2 separate regions of the Gossypium arboreum genome follow, and region 1 is linked to region 2. Evidence: chromatin contacts called from public Hi-C data. All regions are on one chromosome and are shown on one strand. Each heading gives the region's core, a stretch centred on a gene start, on an enhancer-like site or on the middle of the called end of the contact. The rest is flanking DNA. Distances are from core to core; before and after follow the strand shown. Region 1 has its middle 80 kb from the start of LOC108464940. Region 2 holds the start of LOC108464940 (LRR receptor-like serine/threonine-protein kinase GSO1).

Region 1 (3,146 bases), core at 588-3,087, 80 kb before region 2:
GGGTGACAAATGGCTTGGAAAATAGCCTCAAAGTTGTCCACACAGGTAGACACACTGGCGTGTGTTTAGGCCTTGTGTGACACATAGTCTACCCCATGGGCGTGTGATTCTATCGTGTGTCCCCTGCACCCTAATTAGGTGAAACAGAATGCTCAGTAGTAAACACACGGGCATAGACACTACCATATGTCTCAGCCTTGTAGAGGACACGGCCTTAGAACATGGGCATGTGCCCAGGCCGTGTGAAGTCTACACTTAATTTTGGAATTTAATTCGCCACACGGCTTAAGCACAGGGGCTTGTGACTTGGCCGTGTGATCTTATTTTGGTGATGACGTCATAGTCAGAGAGCTACACGGGCTGAGGACATGGGCATGTCCCAAGCTACACGGGTGTGTGTGGCCACACGGCCTACCCACACGGGTGTGTGACTCTCCAAAATAGGAAAATTTTCTAATTTTTTCCAAAGTTTTCTAAAGTCCTCATTTAGTCCCGAACCACACCCGGTATATGTTTTAGGCTTTGTAGACCCATATAATGGACAATTTGCATATGTATGAATGAATTTAATTTGAACAAAATTTTGTGGACTGGTTTTGTACGTTTGCTTATGTTTAAGTCCGGTAATGCCTCGTATCCTATCTCGGCGTCGGACACGGGTAAGGGGTGTTACACGATTCTTAATTTGAAATTTACCGAGTCTAGGGCTAAGGCTTATTATCTTTGATTACAAAATCCGAATTTAATTTCCAATTTAATTTCTAATTTATTTAATCATTTATTTATGTTGTTTCAATTATTTAGTTTCTAAACATTTTCAGAACCACTAGATTTATTTGTTAATTTTTTTTGCAGGTCTGTTTGGAGTCATGGGCACGACCTTTGTCACGACCTTCGACACGACAAACGTTCTGTCCACAAGATAAACACAGAAGTTGATTATAACATCCAATCCCTGTGGACTTAACCCTACTACCACTCTTTACTACTATTTAGAGTTATTTTGTAAGAATTATTTTTAATGATTTCGACGCCCATCATATAGGTTTTTTAGGTTCCTTATTCGTATGGTATTTATATTATTTTTATAGATTCATGTGTTTGGGTAATATTTTTATACGATTTAAAATAATTATTGAATCAATTTGAATTTGAATGTAATTTTATTGGAAGTTAATTATTTAATGGCTCACAATCCAATTTTCATGATTAAAATGTTACAAGATATTAGTAACAATTTTTTTTAATTTAGTAATATTTTAGAACTTCAAAAATTAATTAAATAATTATTATTTATTAAAATTTAATTTAAAAATAGTAACCAAATAAATTATAAAACAAATTGTAAATCCCTAGTGGGAGCGGAGAGTTAAAATTAAAATTATATAAAAGAAGGAATTGAAGCATATATAAAAACACTATGTTCTAAGTTAATTCTTTGAGTTTTAAAATGAGTCCCACTTTTAGAATTATGTTTTTTTAATAAAATAATGCCGGTGGCTTTATTCCACAGAAAAAACAAGTACACCAAACAAAACTAGAAACACAACCACTAAATTAATGTTCCCGTTCCAAGGGACTCCACCGACACGAATCCCTCAAGCCAACAATGTAAAAGACAATGAAGAGACGTTTTAGGCTAGTGAAAAACGGGATAACAAATATCAACAAGAGCCCTCAACTCGAAACTGTAAAAGCCGAACCTCAAGGTGGACCAAAGAGTCGTCTGTCAACAGCAACAATAGTAGTAGCCAACAACCGAGCTTCCTCTACCCAGAACCCATCTTCCAGCCGCAATATACCTTCCTGAGCCACCGCATGTGCAAACCGATTGCTAGATCTTTCAAGGAAAGCAAATCGACACTCCAGAAATGCCCGAGAGAGTCCCTTCGCTTCCCAAATTAAGGCGCTAATTTCAGAGAAATCATTAGACTCAGTTTGCAACTTCTGAACAACTGCCCATGTGTCACTTTCCAACACAACAAACCGGAACCCCAGGTCGACAACAAATCGTAGCCCGTGAAGAACTAAAGCTTTTGCGGCAAAGACCGAAGAGACAACTAAAGTAACCTGACTGCATGCCCCCATAATCATTCTGGATGCGTCCCTTAAAAAAATTCCTGAGCACACTTTCCGCTGTTGAAGGGAAAAACAAGCATCAACATTTACTTTTACAAATGTTGCCGGAGGAGGATTCCATCAGACCAACTTGCTTGGGAATAATTGACCCACATTGGACGCAAGCACATCAAGCTCAGAGCAATACCCGTGAACAAAGCTAACCACATCTCGTACCCCCTGAATAACTCCTTCATGATATAATGTATTCCTAGCATACCACAACGCCCAAAGAATCACTGCAATTTCTAACCTTTTACGCACACGGTGACGATCAAACATCCAAGAGAGCCAGTCTTTAAAGCTCATTCGCACATCATTACAGGGGCATCCATAGTGAAAAGCCAACCAAACATTCCTAGCAAAAGCACAGTGGCGCAGGACATGGCTCACATCCTCATTGGCTACATGACAACGAGGACAGTAGGTATCATTCGCAATTCTCTTATTGTGAACACATAATTTTGTAGGCACAAACTGATTAATGAATTTCCACAAAGCAATTCTAATTTTCGAGGGGTACAAAAGCCCCCAAACCTACTGATAAAGCCATGTATCCATTGGAGATACACTAGCAGGGCCCAAGAGCATTTGGTCCCCACTGCTGACACTTTATACTAAAATAAAATACAAAACATAACTAAAATAGTACTTGTATTCAATCTCATTTAGTGCAAAAACTAGTTTAATTTATTACACTGAATTATAACAGATCAGTAGCCTTGGATTCGTCTCTCTGTACGAGATTATTTGCAACCTGAAATAAGAAATAACTTACGTGAGGACTTACTATATCTCTATTACATATTTCATTACATCTTAGCTTACTGAACACTGTGTATTATTTGGACTATTTCCTTAATTGGCGGGTACTTTACTCTACCATTCCTTATGGTACATTTCATACGTAATCAACTAAGACTTCTTTAAGAGCGTACTACATGCATCACTCATTAAATCCACATCCTCTTATCTATATCGCGTCCTTACTCTTTTCATGTTTGACACATATTTCATTCTGGCCCCTT
Region 2 (3,379 bases), core at 612-3,111:
TTAAGGATCTCAACGAGGCGATGACTTAAACACCAATGGGATTCTCTTTAAACCTCAAGCTTAGGTAGCAGCACTCAACAGTCTAAATTAAACCATTGGGAAGATGCCGAGGTTAGGTTGACAATCCAATAAATATATTTATGTATTGAAAGTCAAAGAAATTCCATTATTAGCCATTTATTTAGAAAAAAATTCTTTCTTGTCGAAACCAACTTTGTCATTGTTGTGGCTCAGTGCCCTGTATTATTTGAATATGATGTGTAGAAGAAAAATACTAATGGTGATTGATTTGAGATAGGGGAGAAGCATTGATTCAATTGCACCTTCCACATTTCACTCAACACCATTTCCCATTGAACAAACCCCACACGTGTGGGTATGTATTATAGTTGCTTACTACATTTTTTTCATGTGGTGCACGGTGAAATTAGAATTGTTGATAAAATGACGAGGATATCTTTATAAAATATACATGTTTAAAGTAGGTTAGGTGGGGCGTATTTTTAACAATTTTTTAATTCTAAATAATCTTGATTATTAAAATTAAAAATAAAATAAAATAAGTTAAATATTTAGTTTGTATAAGATATTATAATTATTTAATTTTATTTTTACCTAATTAATATTCAGTTATACTTAGATATTAAATTTATTAAATTTTATTTTTATTAAATTAATATTTAGATTCTAATTTGTATTTAATTTATTAAATTAAACTAAAAATATTACTAAATCTATTATAAAATATTATAAATTCTACAAAAGGAAAATTAATTTTTTTTTTTGAAAAACTTTGAAGGTGTTAAACACAAATTTATAGATCAAAATAAGGATTTTTAAAACTTCAAAATCTTGAAACAAATTTACAAAGTCTAGGATGCCCGGCCCTGTTACTCCCTAAGTTCGTCTCTGGGTGCAGGTTGGTAAGTGGTAATTTGTTGTCTTGGCCGGGCTCTTTGATGGGACAGAACATGTTTGTTGTCTCTCTCCTTGAAATTGAAATTGAAAAACTAAGCAAAGTGAGGAATCTAAACCTAAAACTGGAAGCACAATCTTTATGAGAAACACACTTCAGTTGGTGAAACACACTTCAGTTGATGAACTTTTCTTGTCCTCTTCCCTTTGTTTCTTCTTCACCAGAATCCTTTTTTATTCATTTCACAATACATTTAGGTGTTAATTGGTCATTACAAGAATCCTTTTGAATATAATTGACGTACTTCTCTTTCCATTTTATATTATAAAATAAAACCTAATCAAGCTTGTCTCTTCTATCTACTGTAAAATTCTTCATGGTTGTTATTTTGTTTTGTTTCTTTCTTGTATTTTTAAGTTGGTATTTGGTGGTTTTGGTGATGACTAATTTCTCAACTTTATACTTGAACCTATGAAGCCTTATGCATCATTCAAAGAATATGATGATTACGATGGCATGTATATCATATCAGTTGGCGGGCCAACTGGTCCATTCAGCTTGCACGCCTATATGCTTTACGCTTGCTTGGACGATTCTAGTTTCAATATCATAAATGGTCTTATACCAATTTAGGTGACAATAGTTGAAGCATTAGAAAGTCAAATCTTGCTTAATCTTTATGGAAGCTTTGTAAAAGCAGAGTTTAAAATTCCTTTTTTCTCTTAATATATGATTTTGTCTTTATTTGCCTAGGTTGGCAATCTCCAATCTAAGTCAGACAACAAGTAGAGGCTAGGGAGGGAAGAGGCCCACACACCTTTTCCTTCTTCAACATACCCATCACTACTCCATCGTATCTCTATCGCATTCTGTATTTTATATGATTACAAATACCAATATCAATATAAATGCAAATACAACTTTACCTGCTTCAAGATTCCATAAATGTTGCATAATGGAGGATATGAGTTGGTACGGTTAATTGAATATTCATTGACATTTTGGCAAGCATTAAAATTTGAGTTCCACTAATAACTCGGCCTAGACTTTTTTCTACCAAAAAAAGGGATGATGCAGTATTAATATAAGGTATTTGTTCAGCTGTTCACACCGATTAAGCAGCCATACTTCAATAACTATTTAAACTCCAGGCTAACTTCCCAACTCTTTTTAAGCCTGTTTGATCTTCTTTATAACTTTAAGCCTGTTTGATCTTCCACTGTCCACTGACATATCCTCGTATTGCTGTTCTTTTTCCCTTTTTAACACCATGATTCAGTTGAACCTTTCTTCTTCTTCTTCTGGTCTTTTCTTTTAAACATGGAATCACGGGGCAACAGTTGCAGTATCTGATGCTTTTGTAATCGAACTTAATTGGTCGCCACTTGAAATGGATAGTACTCAAATATCCCGTTTCAGCCTGTTCATCACATTCTTTAGTTGTATTCTGGCGTTCAGTTTTGGGGACAATTCAAGTTCAACAGATGCTCACTGGCTTTTGAGAATTAAGTCAAAACTAGTTGATCCTGCAGGAGTTCTTGAAAGCTGGTCTCTCAGAGCTCATATATGCAGCTGGAATGGCCTCACATGTTCACATGATGAAGCTTTTGTCATTGCCTTGAACCTATCTGCTTCAACCTTGTCAGGTTCCATTCCCACCGAGTTATGGAACCTTGTTTCTCTTCAAACTCTCGATTTATCCCTCAATCTTATCACAGGTTCAATCCCCCCTGAGATTGGACGACTTCGAAATCTAAGAACACTGCTCCTGTTTGCAAATAATCTCTCTGGTAAAATTCCTACAGAGATAGGCCTTTTGAAGAAGTTGCAAGTTCTTAGAATAGGAGATAACATGTTGGCTGCTCAAATTCCACGAAGTATTGGTAACTTGACTGAGTTAAGAGTTCTGGGTCTAGCGTATTCCCAATTAAATGGAAGTATTCCTGCAGAGATTGGTAACTTGAAGAATCTGGTATTTCTTGATTTGCAGCACAACAGTCTGAGTGGCTTCATTCCAGCAGAGATTCATAACTGTGAAGAACTCCAAAATTTTGCAGCCTCAAACAACATGCTTGATGGGGAAATCCCTGCATCAATTGGGAAGCTTAAATCGCTACAAATTCTGAACTTGGCCAATAACAGCCTTTCAGGATCCATCCCTCCAGAGATAAGTGGCCTATCCAATTTGCAGTACTTGAATTTATTAGGAAATAGGCTGAATGGAGAGATTCCATGGGAGCTCAACCATTTGGTTCAGCTCCAGAAGCTTGACTTATCCAGTAACAACCTATCAGGAACCATAAACCTGCTTAATATCCATTTGCAGAACCTTCAAGTTGTAGTTTTCTCCAACAATGCTTTGACGGGTAGCATTCCAAGTAACTTTTGCCTCAAGAATTCAAATCTGCAACAACTGTTTCTAGCCCAAAATAAGCTCTCCGGAGGATTCCCATTGGGGTTACT

What was found. Hi-C and Micro-C count contacts between places; a contact is called where the count stands out from the background.
Region 1: a contact with region 2 is called in a Hi-C map of leaf, with 3 times the contacts expected there. The contact joins the enhancer-like site here to the promoter of LOC108464940 in region 2. A contact is called at or near these places in 2 of 5 Hi-C or Micro-C datasets (both in leaf).

What each region holds. Positions count from the first base shown.
Region 1 is chr3:72,518,527-72,521,672 of ASM2569848v2, reverse strand. No RefSeq gene overlaps it. Among protein-coding and RNA genes, the nearest start is that of LOC108464940, 80 kb to the right of the region's middle. Within about 2 kb of position 1,837, at least 2 of the 2 cell types and tissues checked have an H3K27ac peak or open chromatin away from gene starts, as enhancers often do. A contact at or near this core is called in leaf, where this site is marked.
Region 2 is chr3:72,438,615-72,441,993 of ASM2569848v2, reverse strand. It overlaps LOC108464940 (LRR receptor-like serine/threonine-protein kinase GSO1), which reads left to right and starts at 1,861. Exons shown (of 1, transcript XM_017765221.2): 1 at 1,861-3,379. The coding sequence starts at 2,307.